4 separate regions of the Mus musculus genome follow, and all the other regions are linked to region 2. The links are chromatin contacts, called in public HiChIP or PLAC-seq and promoter capture Hi-C maps. All regions are on one chromosome and are shown on one strand. Each heading gives the region's core, a stretch centred on a gene start, on an enhancer-like site or on the middle of the called end of the contact. The rest is flanking DNA. Distances are from core to core; before and after follow the strand shown. Region 1 overlaps Tcf7l1 (transcription factor 7 like 1 (T cell specific, HMG box)). Region 2 overlaps Vamp5 (vesicle-associated membrane protein 5). Region 3 has its middle 21 kb from the start of 9130221F21Rik. Region 4 overlaps Polr1a (polymerase (RNA) I polypeptide A).

Region 1 (2,700 bases), core at 54-2,553, 380 kb after region 2:
AAGAGCATTCCGATGGGTTGGGAAGGGTGAGTGAGGGGGCATTACAACCAATTTCCCCGAGACAACAGGAGCTGGAACAGTGGTTCTCAACCTTCCTAATGGTTACCCTTTAATACAGTTCCCCATGTTGTGGTGACCCGCCCCAACCATAAAATCATTTTCGTTGCTACTTCATAACTGTAAGTTTGCTACCGTCATGTAAATGTCTGATATGCAAGATTATCAGATATGTGACCCCTGTGAAAGGATCATTCAACCCTCGTCTCCCAAGATGGGTCTTGACCCACAGGTTGAGAACCACTGAGGAGCGCCTGCACTGTGGAAGTACAGACACACCGGGGCAGCGGCGGCAGGTGGATCCAGTTGGTGGATTGGAGTGGTTAAGAGCTAAAAAAAAAAAAAAAAAATTGCCCATTAGTGGAGCTGTCCAACCTCAGAGTTAACTGCCAAGGCCCAAGCTCCTGACCAGGATCTGCGGTATGTGGAGGAGAGGAAACTGGATGGTCATCTATCTATCTATCTGCAGGATGTGTGTGAACTCAGGGGCTTCCGAACTTAACAGACTACACGTTTCAACCTGGCCAGACCTCCCGGTGCTCCGGCTGAGAGGAGACACACTAGAGCTTCCCGTGGGAACTTCTTTTGGCTCACAGAGAGCTGGGGTGTCTGAGGTCTCCTCCAGTCTCAAGTGTCCCTACAAACGTCATTATTTTCCACTCCTGCAATTCCGCCTATATCATAGCAAATGTAAATAACTGGGCATGTTGGTGAATGCCCGTAATCTCAGTCTCAGTGGGACAGGATCAAGATAGCCTGGGCTAGACAAGAAGACCTTATTAGGGGACAGGGTGGTAGTGGAGGGGAGCTAATGTTTATGAGGTGCAAGTCTGTCTCCATGGGAATGAATGCCCCAACCAGCCTTCTAATCCCTCCCCCTAACTTTAAGAAACCATCTGTTTATCTCTTTCTCTGCAGGACAGAAAAGCCTCTGCTGACCATGTCTGGTGATGTCAGGGGAGAACGGCACAGGAATCTCAGCCTCCCTCTCCCAACAGTCAGAAGTTCCTCTGTCAGCCTGGCTCAAGTTACATCACCTCTCCTTTGCCAGACTGGGGATTTGCTCTTCCTGCCCTTCCCAGCTTCCTATTTTAATTTCCTTTTATTCTCTGTTCACCACTGACTCTGCAGACAATAAACAGAGACAACCGAGAAGCAGTGAAAACACTCTATGGAGTTACCTGCTAATGGCAGATCACCCGATCACCATCGGGAAATCAGAGGTTGACAACTGGACAAAGGACGAAGAGGCAGCATTGTTATCCACAGGACTTGTTATCTCAAGTCCCCCAACTCTAACTGCCAAGCCTCTAGGCTGTGACCCCACAGGGAGGGGAGCTTTTGCCCCAGGGGCTCCTGGCAGCCTGAAGACATTCAAAAGTCCTGTTTTGCAGGGCCGGGCACCTGTTGTTCTAAGAGGAAAGGAAGTCTGTGGTTTATGTTTTTATCAGAATTCAGGGATTTTTTTTTTCTAGTGAGGTCAGCCTTGTGCTTTCAGAAGCAATAATGGGAGTAAACCAAGCTTGGCAATGATTTAAACCTGATCCCCACCACCCCGCCTGCACAGACCACTGCACACCCAAGCAGGAGCTCCCATTCACAGCTCCCATCCTCTCCAGTTACATGGCAAAGGGCTCCCAACTCCCAGACGCTGAGCCAGCCAGCATTCACAGAAAGCCACAGTGAATGGTGCAGGACAGGAGAGAGGACATCCTGACATCACAGCAGACTGAAGACAAGGCTAGAAAGAAGAGGGGCTTAAGGGGACTCTGCTGTTTCGTGAGGAAGCTCTCAGGTTGCAAGGTCAACCATTTATACTTGATCGACACACAGAAACACATCATAGCAGACCAGAAAGACAATGACCTAGGTAGACGTACCCGCTATCTCCAGAGCATTGCACCAACTGTCAGGGTTGCCTCCATTTTTTGTAAAACTCACCACCAACACCAAGCATTTCGTTACATTTCAGATGGCTTGCTGGTGATTGAAAGACAGAAAAAAAGCCCACAGGTTCATTGACAAGTGAATAGATAAACAAGACTCGGTATATCCGTCCACGCAGTGGGTTAATACTTGGTCATAAGCAAGAGATGAATGCTGAAAGATGCTACAACACAGATGGATGTACCTTGAAACATCACGCCACATGGAAGAAGCCGATCACAAAGACCCTGTGTCTACCTGGGATAAGTCTAGAACACAGAGAAAAGGTCGGGGGCAGGAGAAACGGGATGTGACTACCAATGGGCTGATGACAATGTCATAAATCTAGAGGGTAGTAATGGCGGCACAACCTTTCGAAAACCACTTAGCTGACCTCATGAAAAGCATGGATTTTTGTGGTATGCAAATCTCAATAAATTTATTGTTTAAAAACTGACTTGGAGCTTTTCTAAATGCAAAACTGGTCCCCTGTTTGTGTCCAGTGTATATGGGTTCCATTTAGTCTACATTAACAATTAGGAGGTAGTTTTGAGCTGAGTAAAACAATGTGTGACCGCACCCATGTGTACTTCTCAACCCAACCTTCTCCCGAGGTCTCCCGTGGCTCTCTTTGCCTGTCTCTGTCAATCAGAAAAGACCAGCTCCTGCAACCTCACCTGTGTCTTGTAATCCCATAGCTCAGGCAAAGACAGGCCC
Region 2 (2,700 bases), core at 163-2,662:
GCTGGCATTGCTTCAGTTCTTTCCCTGCCTGAGCACCAAGCCCAAGGTCAAGGCTGCGAGGGTTCCCCACCCAGCCTTCCTCTGGCACAAAAGACCTAAAAATCCCCTACAATGTCTGTGTGTGGTGGATGAGTAATAGCCTCCTTGGTGTGTAACGACATGAGATATTCAGGTTAAAGGGCTGCCTTCTGAGCAGTTTGCTTCCAGGTTCCTACCCTTATCCGTCCACCCTGGATTTCAGCATCTCAGCTTCTTCCATGTTACCCCAAACTGGGAGCTTCCCAGGTCCTCACCTTCCCACAAAGCAGACACTTTGCTCATCTGCTCCAAGATGGCATCTACCCCATGTTCACCTTTCCTATGGCTTCCTACTGACCCCCAAGAAGTAGTGAAGACCAGGGAGCCAGGCAGGAAAACAGTCTGCTCCACAGAACTAGGAAAGTCATTGGAGACCAGATCACAGCTGAGTCTCTAGAAGTGCTCACAAACTCAGCAGCTCAGCTCTCCCTCTTTGGACCTCTGACCAGTCAGGCCAGTTCTGCCTCTGAGCTAAGCTGCTCTCCACCTTCTAGTGACCACCTTCTAGTTCCTCTCCTGGGAACCTCAGATCCTCTGGCCTTTGGCTCCCAGCCTACTAGTCAGCTGGGATACCGTCTTTAATAGGACCCAAGTGACAGACTGGCTTCTGAACCTGGGCAGCACAGCTTCACCTAACCAAGGAACCCAATCTGTTTTGAAGGGTTGCGGGGAGGTGAATACAAGTTTCAATCTGGGGGAGGTGAAAGGGAAAGAGGAGGAGAGGGGCAGAGGGAAAGAGGGTGCGGCAAAAGCCCGCTGCCTCTAGATGCTATGTGCTAAGACCATGAGCAGGTCTATTCAGGAAGATGAATTCCAGAGGATTAGCAAACCACAATTCCCTTCCCTCAGCCTCGTCCTTCCCAGCCTATCCCTATTCTGTCTCCTGTGCATAGCAACTGTCACCCACTACCCCGCCCCCCTTTCCGGTTGGCCCATATCTCCAACTGTTTGCAGCAGACAGTTTGGCACTTAACAGAATTCCACCTAAAACCAGAGGATTTCTGTTGGAAGGGACCTGGTAGTCACAGAGGATTCCCTCCTACTCAAGCAAGAATCCTCGCCCAGGATCTTTGCAGCTGCCTTATACACAGCCTCAGAGCATTCCCAGGGCGTGAGTCCTGTCTAGATCACAAGCTCCCAGTGGGAGGGCAGGGGGCAGCTCCATCCTTCAGCATCCAGAAGCCCGGGAGGCCAACACAGGGACCCAGTAAAGGGACCAGTTGCTTCATTGCCTATCCTAAAGGAACTCTGTCTCAAGAGAGGTTCTCCTGGTTTGCCTATCTAGCCCAGCAAGAGTTTCAGGGGACAGGCATCTGAAACCCAAACAGGTCAATATTTACCCAAGAGCTAGAAAAACAGCCTGTTTTAAGTGTGGGGCAGGCAAACCAAGGAGGCAGAGGGTGTTCAGACGCTGGGACACAGGGCAGCAGAGAAGAGAACAGGGAATTCATACTTCCTCCCATTCCTGAGTCACTTGTCATCCCCACTGTGGTGGCTGCATGGTTAGACAAGGCTCCATTGTTTGAACTTCTCCCACATTGCAGGACTCCACAGCATAGACTTGGGAATAGACAAAGATTTAAGCATGAGAACCATTACTAGAGATTGGTGGAAATCTGAGGGCTTTTTTGTTCTTTTTTATTGTAGAGGGACACAAATGTGGAAGCCAGAGGACAACTTTGTGGAGTCAGTTCTTTTTTTTTTTTTTTTTTTTCCTTTTCCTTTTCCTTTGAGACAGGGTTTCTCTCTATAGCCCTGGCTGTCCTGGAACTCACTCTGTAGACCAGGCTGTCCTGGAACTCAGAAATTCGCCTGCCTCTGCCTTCCAGTGCTGGGATTAAAGACGTGCGCCACCACACCGGGCTAGTGGAGTCAGTTCTTGCCTTCCGTTTTTACAATGGATTCTAGGGATTGAACTCAGGCCAGCAGGCTTGTATGTAAAGCACTTTACCTGTTAAGCCATCACACTGGCCCTTGTCTGTCTGTCTCTCTCTCTCTCTCTGTGTCTCTCTCTCTCTGTCTCTGTCTCTGTGTGTGTGTGTGTGTGTGTCTCTCTGTATGTGTACAGCGTATGAGTGTGTAGTGAACATTAGCATGTGCTTGCTGGGATGCCTGCCTGTAATGCACCCAGATGCCAACAGATGATGCCCCGCTCCATCACAACCTATCTTAACTCCCTTGAGAGTTGGTCTCTCACTGAACCTGGAAGAGTCTGGCAGCCAGAAAGCCCCACCAACATTTCTGTCTCTTTTCCTGTCCCCCAGGCACTAAGATTATAGGCATGTGCAGCTATACCTAGCTTTTCACATGGGTTCTGGACATGTGACCTCAGGTTCTCTTGTGTCAGTGACAAGTGCAGATAACCACTGAGCCATCACCCCAGCAACCTCCTCCTTTATCTTTTCTTTTCTTTTCTCTTCTCTTCTCTTCTCTTCTCTTCTCTTATTTTCTTTCTTTTTTCTTCTTTTTGACAAGGTTCTGACCCAGATTGGCTTCTGAAATGACCTTGAACATCTGATCTTATTAGTTTCATTTCCTGGTACTATATTACAAGTGTACCATGCCCTGTTTATGTGGTGCTAGCGATTAAAGCCCAGGGCTCCATTCCTGCTTAGGTAAGCA
Region 3 (2,700 bases), core at 69-2,568, 310 kb before region 2:
CCACACCCTGACTTACCTGGGCAACAAAGGCAGGGCCATTATCTGACCCTATTGCTTTTGACACTCTAAACCTTAAAAAATTTTTTCTTTAATAATCTTTTTGATGACCATTTGAGCTGTCTTATTTTTATAGGAAAAGGCTTTTGTTTTTTGTTTTTTTGTTTTTCGAGACAGGGTTTCTCTGTATAGCCCTGGCTATCCTGGAACTCTCTCTGTAGATCAGGCTGGCCTTGAACTCAAAAATCCGCCTGCCTCTGCCTCCCAAGTGCTGGGATTAAAGGTATGCGCCACCACTGCCCGGCAGGAAAAAGCTTTTATCCATCTCAAGAACATATTCACAAAAGCCAGAATGTATTTATACTCATATTTTCTTCAGTAAAGTCTACTTCCCAGTGGACACCAAGTCTGTCTCCCCAGTACCTCTTTCTTGGATCCACTGTGGTATAGCAGACATTGATTTTTTTGGCAGGGTACACACTTGTGCACCACCTACTCTATAAGGTGTTTTAAACCTGATGCATGATACTTAGTCTTGGGAAATGTCTGGATGAGCTTCTTTACCCCTAAATGAGTCCACTGGTGCATCTGTTTGATCACAGCCTCTGCTTGTCTTTGTGGCAGAATTTTCTTCTTCTGGAGGTGTACCACACTCTCTTATTTTTGTTGAACTGGTGACTGAAATATTTGGAAATGAGGGCTAAGTCTTCTGCTGTGTAGGTAAACTCAAGCTCCATTGCCAGGAGTAACAGCAGGGCCATGGCTGTAACCACTCGTGTCTCTCAGTCTGTCATGCAGTTGCACCTTGCTATCATGGTATCTCTCTTCTGGTGTCTAGGACAATGAATGATGTTTACCTTGGCAGGGTCATGGAAGCCCTTCAGTAGAGCTAGTATTTTCTTTTTTTTGTTTTTATTTTTTTTTCTGACATCAGCAGACTCCTCTGTTGATATATGGCCTCATGGATGTGGGCTGTGGCAAAAGCATACCTGCAATCTGTGTAGATGTTGAGTCTTTTTCCTTTTCTTAATTCCAAGGCCTTAGTGTGGGCAATCATTCTTCCTTTTGAGCCAATGTGTTTTCTGGCAGGGCCTGTGTCCAGCTACCACAGCTGTTCTAGCATGTTTTCTTTCTTCTTTTAGATAGCTGCTCCCATCTGTGAGCCAGGTAACGTCTGCACTCTCTAGTGACCGGTCTGTCAGATTTTTATGCCACCTATGTGTCTCAGCAAGGATTCGCTGACAGCCTGGGTCTGGGAGCAGGATAGCTGAGTTCAGACTTACAGGAGGCAAAAGTGACTCTATCAGAGCTGAACAACAGAGTCTGATAATGAGTCATGCGAGAGTTAGTCAGCCATCGATCAGGGCTGAAACACACTTTTTAGTTCTGTCAATTTATCTTCATTCTTGACCAGTAAGGTCACAGCTGCCACTATGTGTAGGCAAGCAGGCCATCTTATAGCCACGGGGTCTCATTTCTTAGATAAGTATGCCACAGGTCTCTTCCAGGGCCCTAATCCCTGAGTAAGAACCCCTATTGGCAATATCTTCGTTCTCAGTCACATCCGGGAGGCCTAAAGCTGGAGCCAACATTAGGGCAGTCTTAATGGCACCTAAGGCCCGTAGTTTTTTATTTCTCTATACAAAGGGCTGTTTATCTCTTTAATTTAGCAAAACCTAGAATCTACAATCTGCAAAAGCCCACAGTGCCCAGAAACTTTTCTAACTTGTTTTGCACTGGTTGGTGGGGGAATATGAAACACAGTCTCTTTTCTAGCTTCTTTTGACAGGTAGGCCACCGGCCTTGTCTAAGGACTCAGCTTCTGTGTTAGCACCCCTTTTGCTATCCCTTTACTTTTAGCCATGGAAGGGTTTGGTCACATTGGGGGCTCCTCTTCTTTTTGTTGAGGCAGTCTCTTACCTGGGGCCCTTTTTCTTTAAGTAAACACATTGATCTTCTGTTGCCAGGAATACCTCTACTAAGCGCTCTAGTTTTCCTGACTATTGTGGCCAGCATTTTATGTAAGTTTTTCTCTTGTCTCTTATTCCTTTTTAATTTCCTGGCTTCTTATTACTTCTGCTTATCATTTTCAAGTGCTAGCATTATTGCATGTGCCACTTTGCTAGGTTCTGGTCTTTGTTACATGTTTCATTACAAGCATGCTGGAGCACTACATATTGTTCCTCATAACACACAATCTTGAAGCAATATGAAAAAGCAGGTTACAGACAAAAAGAATTTCATCATTTACATGTCACATGCCTATCATTAAAATGCTCACAACACTGTATTTGGGGCTAAAGAACCACAGGTAAATAACCTGGTATAAGTTGAAAACAAAATAGTCTGTAACTCCTTGGAAAGTTTGTGGAGAGCCATCATCATATTTTCTGACATGACCCACATTTACAGCAAGGGATGACCAAGTGGAAGGAAAAAGAGCTTTAGTCTCAGGGAGACATATGAATTAAATAATATCTTGATAGAACACGAACTAGTGATGTCTAAATATCAAGTCACCAGAGGACTTGCTCGTCACTGATTTTTACTGAGTCAGAAAATATCTCAATGATGAGTGCTCACATTGTTAAATAAACAAGGACACACAGCAGCCCATGTCACAGGGTCTTTTTTCTTATGCACCGTAGGACTGTATTTGGCATCTACACGAGGGAGGAACACTGGTGCAACTGCTGCAAAGGA
Region 4 (2,700 bases), core at 12-2,511, 420 kb before region 2:
TCACCTTACAGGATGGCACCTAGGCAGTTTTCTTGGTCGATGTTTAGGCTCTTGCCATCAGTGCTATCCACTGACTTTGCACAGCCAGTGCTCCTTTCCCTCCAGCAGTGCAAAGCAACCCTCCCATCCCCGTTCTGTCCCTTCAACCCACTCGTTATGATAGCATAAACTCCTGCACCCAACTCACAAGTGAAAGCCAGACCTAACCAACAGCCGTGCTTGAAGCTCTTCTAGCCCAGGGCACAGACAGGAATGGTTCAGTGCACTGGTGACCTATGTGCCAAGGGTTGACAGAGCAAGCAAGGCCATGCTAGGAGGGAGGAGAGTTTGGGGGAGGGCTGCCTAATTGGCAGAGATCATCATTACAGGGATGGCCTGGATGCGACCTCATGCAGGGTCTGCTTTTATGCTTTTGGCTTCCACGGAAAGGAATCATCTCCTCCTCTTCCTGCTTGCATAGAGTCTTCAGAAGCCTCAGATTTCCAGCTACTGTAATGGGACTTCCAGATGTTTGCTCTTGCTCTTAAACAGTCAGTTGTTGCCTTCCCACTCAGATCTCTTAAGTCTGGCATTCTTGTGTAGAAACAAAACATTGTTGGGTTGAAAAGAAATTACTGTACTTGACGTGGATGCGTGCTTGCATGCATGCATACAGCTGTAGATCGGGTTCCTGGGATACTCACTGTCAGCCTCTCTTCTACTGCTGAACAGCCAAAATCTCTAGCCATTTCATCCCACATATATTTATTGGATGTAGCCAGCAGAGCTTCTGGCTAAAAAGCAGAAGTTTGAAACTTAAGCCTCGGCTTTCTTCTGTGTATCTCAGTTTTGAGCCCTAATTGTATCACTTACGAAAGAGAAGTTGTAGTGTTTAGGCCTCCATGAGCATTCATTAGTGTTAATATAGCTGTTCCAGAGTTTCTCTTACCTGTAGCTCTCAACTTTGGGTCAAAGCATCACCAAGTTTACTAGCCAGTGCAACATTAGGCCTGGGCCCTGTTGATCTTCTCTGTTTGACTTTGCAGGTGTAGAAGACATTTTGGTTAAGCCAAATGCAGATGTGGTGAGACAGCGTATCATTGAAGAATCTACCCAGTGTGGACCCCAGGTAAAGAGGAGGACTGGGAGGCTGTGGTCTGCTGTCCACCTTACAGAATAAAACCACGCCCTCCTTTGGCTAGAGCTTCCTGTTCCTTTCTTCGTTCTAGGCTGTCAAGGCTGCATTGAGCCTGCCAGAAACTGCATCATGTGATGAAATCCAAGGGAAATGGCAGGATGCCCATCTGAGCAAAGACCAGAGGGATTTTAACATGATTGATATGAAGTTCAAGGAGGAAGTGAACCATTACAGCAATGAGATTAACAAGGTTAGCCTGGCCATACAGTGCACAAATCCCCATCTTTTTGAATGCTGATTTCTGTTGGTTTGCTTTTAATTACATTTGATTCTCACCCTGAGCCTTTTAGATCAGCCCAACTAGGTGAAGTTTGAAGTTGGGTAGGTAGAATCCGTCTTTGTGAAGAGCTCACACAGAGTCTGGGAAGGCCTTGGTTTCATGCAAAAGAGGAACGCTTTGAGCAGCATTTCTAAATGTGTTTCCTTTGAAGTTGCTGCATTAAAGGGGCTGAAGAAAGAAGCCTGCCTGTAGAACCACTCCACTGTAGGTAGATGTACAGAATGAAAGGCAGAAGTCTCTGATGCTTGTGCAGCAGCACCAAGGGAATGCCTGGCCTCCTGTTGTACTTGGTCCTTGCTGTGTGACCTTAAGGAAGTCGTGTGCCTGGGCACTGAGTTGTTCTCACCGAGAAGCAGGCGTGTGAGGATGCTGAGCCCCTCCTCTGGCAGTCCTGGAGGAGATGGGACTCTGCATGGGTCAAGGTCACATGTGCTCTCCCTGTGCTCCAGAGCCTGGACTCCCCGTCTTGTGGTTTGGAGGAGCCACCAGCCAGGAGTCTGTCCTGAGCAAAGCAAGAACGAGGCTACTACTCAGCATCAGTCTGTCTGTGGATCCTCTCCCTGATGTTCAGTTGGTGGCCTAGAGAACAGCTCTCCTCAGTAGAAAGTTGTATTCAAGCCGGGCGTGGTGGTGCACGCCTTTAATCCCAGCACTCAGGAGGCAGAGGCAGGCGGATTTCTGAGTTCGAGGCCAGCCTGGTCTGCAGAGTGAGTTCCAGGACAGCCAGGGCTATACAGAGAAACCCTGTCTCGAAACCCCCCCCCCAAAAAGAAAGTTTTATTCAGAGGAGCCTTAGCACTGCCTGGGAAAGCAGGAGCCTTGCCCTCCAGAGCTGACAGCACATCTTAGAATAGATTCTTGTCCCGTGGCTCACTTCCTGCCCAGGCTCTGCCGCTCCTGTGCAGAGTTGGGTGTCTAGATCTCCAGACAAAGGCTGAAACAGATTCAGAACCCATGTCATTGTCCCCCAGGATCTCCCTGTGGGCTTCCTCACTTCTGCTGGCTTTTTGCTGAGGCAAGGCTCCCAACCCAGTGCTTGGTGTTGTGCTGGTGAGTGTGGACATTGGTAAAATGCTGGCTCTTTGGGGAAGCAAATGGTGCTTTCCTGTGCTGATTCATTAGTACCGTACCTTAGATTTTATTCTTTGTTTACATTTTTTTATTATCTTATTTTATATTCATTGATGTTTTGCCGACATGTTCTGTGTGAAAGTGTCAGATCCCCTGGAACTGGAGTTACAAG

What was found. HiChIP or PLAC-seq counts read pairs in DNA pulled down with a chosen protein or histone mark. Capture Hi-C pulls out chosen DNA fragments and counts their contacts.
Region 1: a contact with region 2 is called in an H3K27ac HiChIP or PLAC-seq map of extraembryonic endoderm stem cells. The contact joins two enhancer-like sites. A contact is called at or near these places in 1 of 484 Hi-C or Micro-C datasets (embryonic stem cells) and 1 of 115 datasets of contacts at active chromatin or transcription factors (extraembryonic endoderm stem cells).
Region 3: a contact with region 2 is called in a FOXA1 HiChIP or PLAC-seq map of pancreatic cancer cells. The contact joins two enhancer-like sites. A contact is called at or near these places in 1 of 115 datasets of contacts at active chromatin or transcription factors (pancreatic cancer cells) and 1 of 9 other capture datasets (adipose tissue).
Region 4: a contact with region 2 is called in a promoter capture Hi-C map of liver. The contact joins two enhancer-like sites. A contact is called at or near these places in 1 of 115 datasets of contacts at active chromatin or transcription factors (pancreatic cancer cells) and 1 of 9 other capture datasets (liver).

Annotation. Positions count from the first base shown.
Region 1 is chr6:72,747,583-72,750,282 of GRCm38.p6, forward strand. All of the region lies in intron 3 of Tcf7l1 (transcription factor 7 like 1 (T cell specific, HMG box)), which reads right to left. Gm31249 (a long non-coding RNA gene) reads left to right here. Exons shown (of 2, transcript XR_377763.3): 2 at 976-2,440. Among named protein-coding and RNA genes, the nearest start is that of Gm31249, 9.1 kb to the left of the region's middle. Within about 2 kb of position 1,304, at least 65 of the 459 cell types and tissues checked have an H3K27ac peak or open chromatin away from gene starts, as enhancers often do. A contact at or near this core is called in extraembryonic endoderm stem cells, where this site is marked.
Region 2 is chr6:72,370,304-72,373,003 of GRCm38.p6, forward strand. It overlaps Vamp5 (vesicle-associated membrane protein 5), which reads right to left. Exons shown (of 3, transcript NM_016872.4): 2 at 1-28. Among named protein-coding and RNA genes, the nearest start is that of Gm52494, 7.6 kb to the right of the region's middle. Within about 2 kb of position 1,413, at least 139 of the 459 cell types and tissues checked have an H3K27ac peak or open chromatin away from gene starts, as enhancers often do. A contact at or near this core is called in extraembryonic endoderm stem cells, liver and pancreatic cancer cells, where this site is marked.
Region 3 is chr6:72,062,618-72,065,317 of GRCm38.p6, forward strand. No RefSeq gene overlaps it. Among named protein-coding and RNA genes, the nearest start is that of 9130221F21Rik, 21 kb to the left of the region's middle. Within about 2 kb of position 1,319, at least 17 of the 459 cell types and tissues checked have an H3K27ac peak or open chromatin away from gene starts, as enhancers often do. A contact at or near this core is called in pancreatic cancer cells, where this site is marked.
Region 4 is chr6:71,949,555-71,952,254 of GRCm38.p6, forward strand. Polr1a (polymerase (RNA) I polypeptide A) reads left to right here. Exons shown (of 34, transcript NM_009088.3): 17 at 1,026-1,108; 18 at 1,209-1,367. Among named protein-coding and RNA genes, the nearest start is that of Gm26628, 13 kb to the right of the region's middle. Within about 2 kb of position 1,262, at least 43 of the 459 cell types and tissues checked have an H3K27ac peak or open chromatin away from gene starts, as enhancers often do. A contact at or near this core is called in liver, where this site is marked.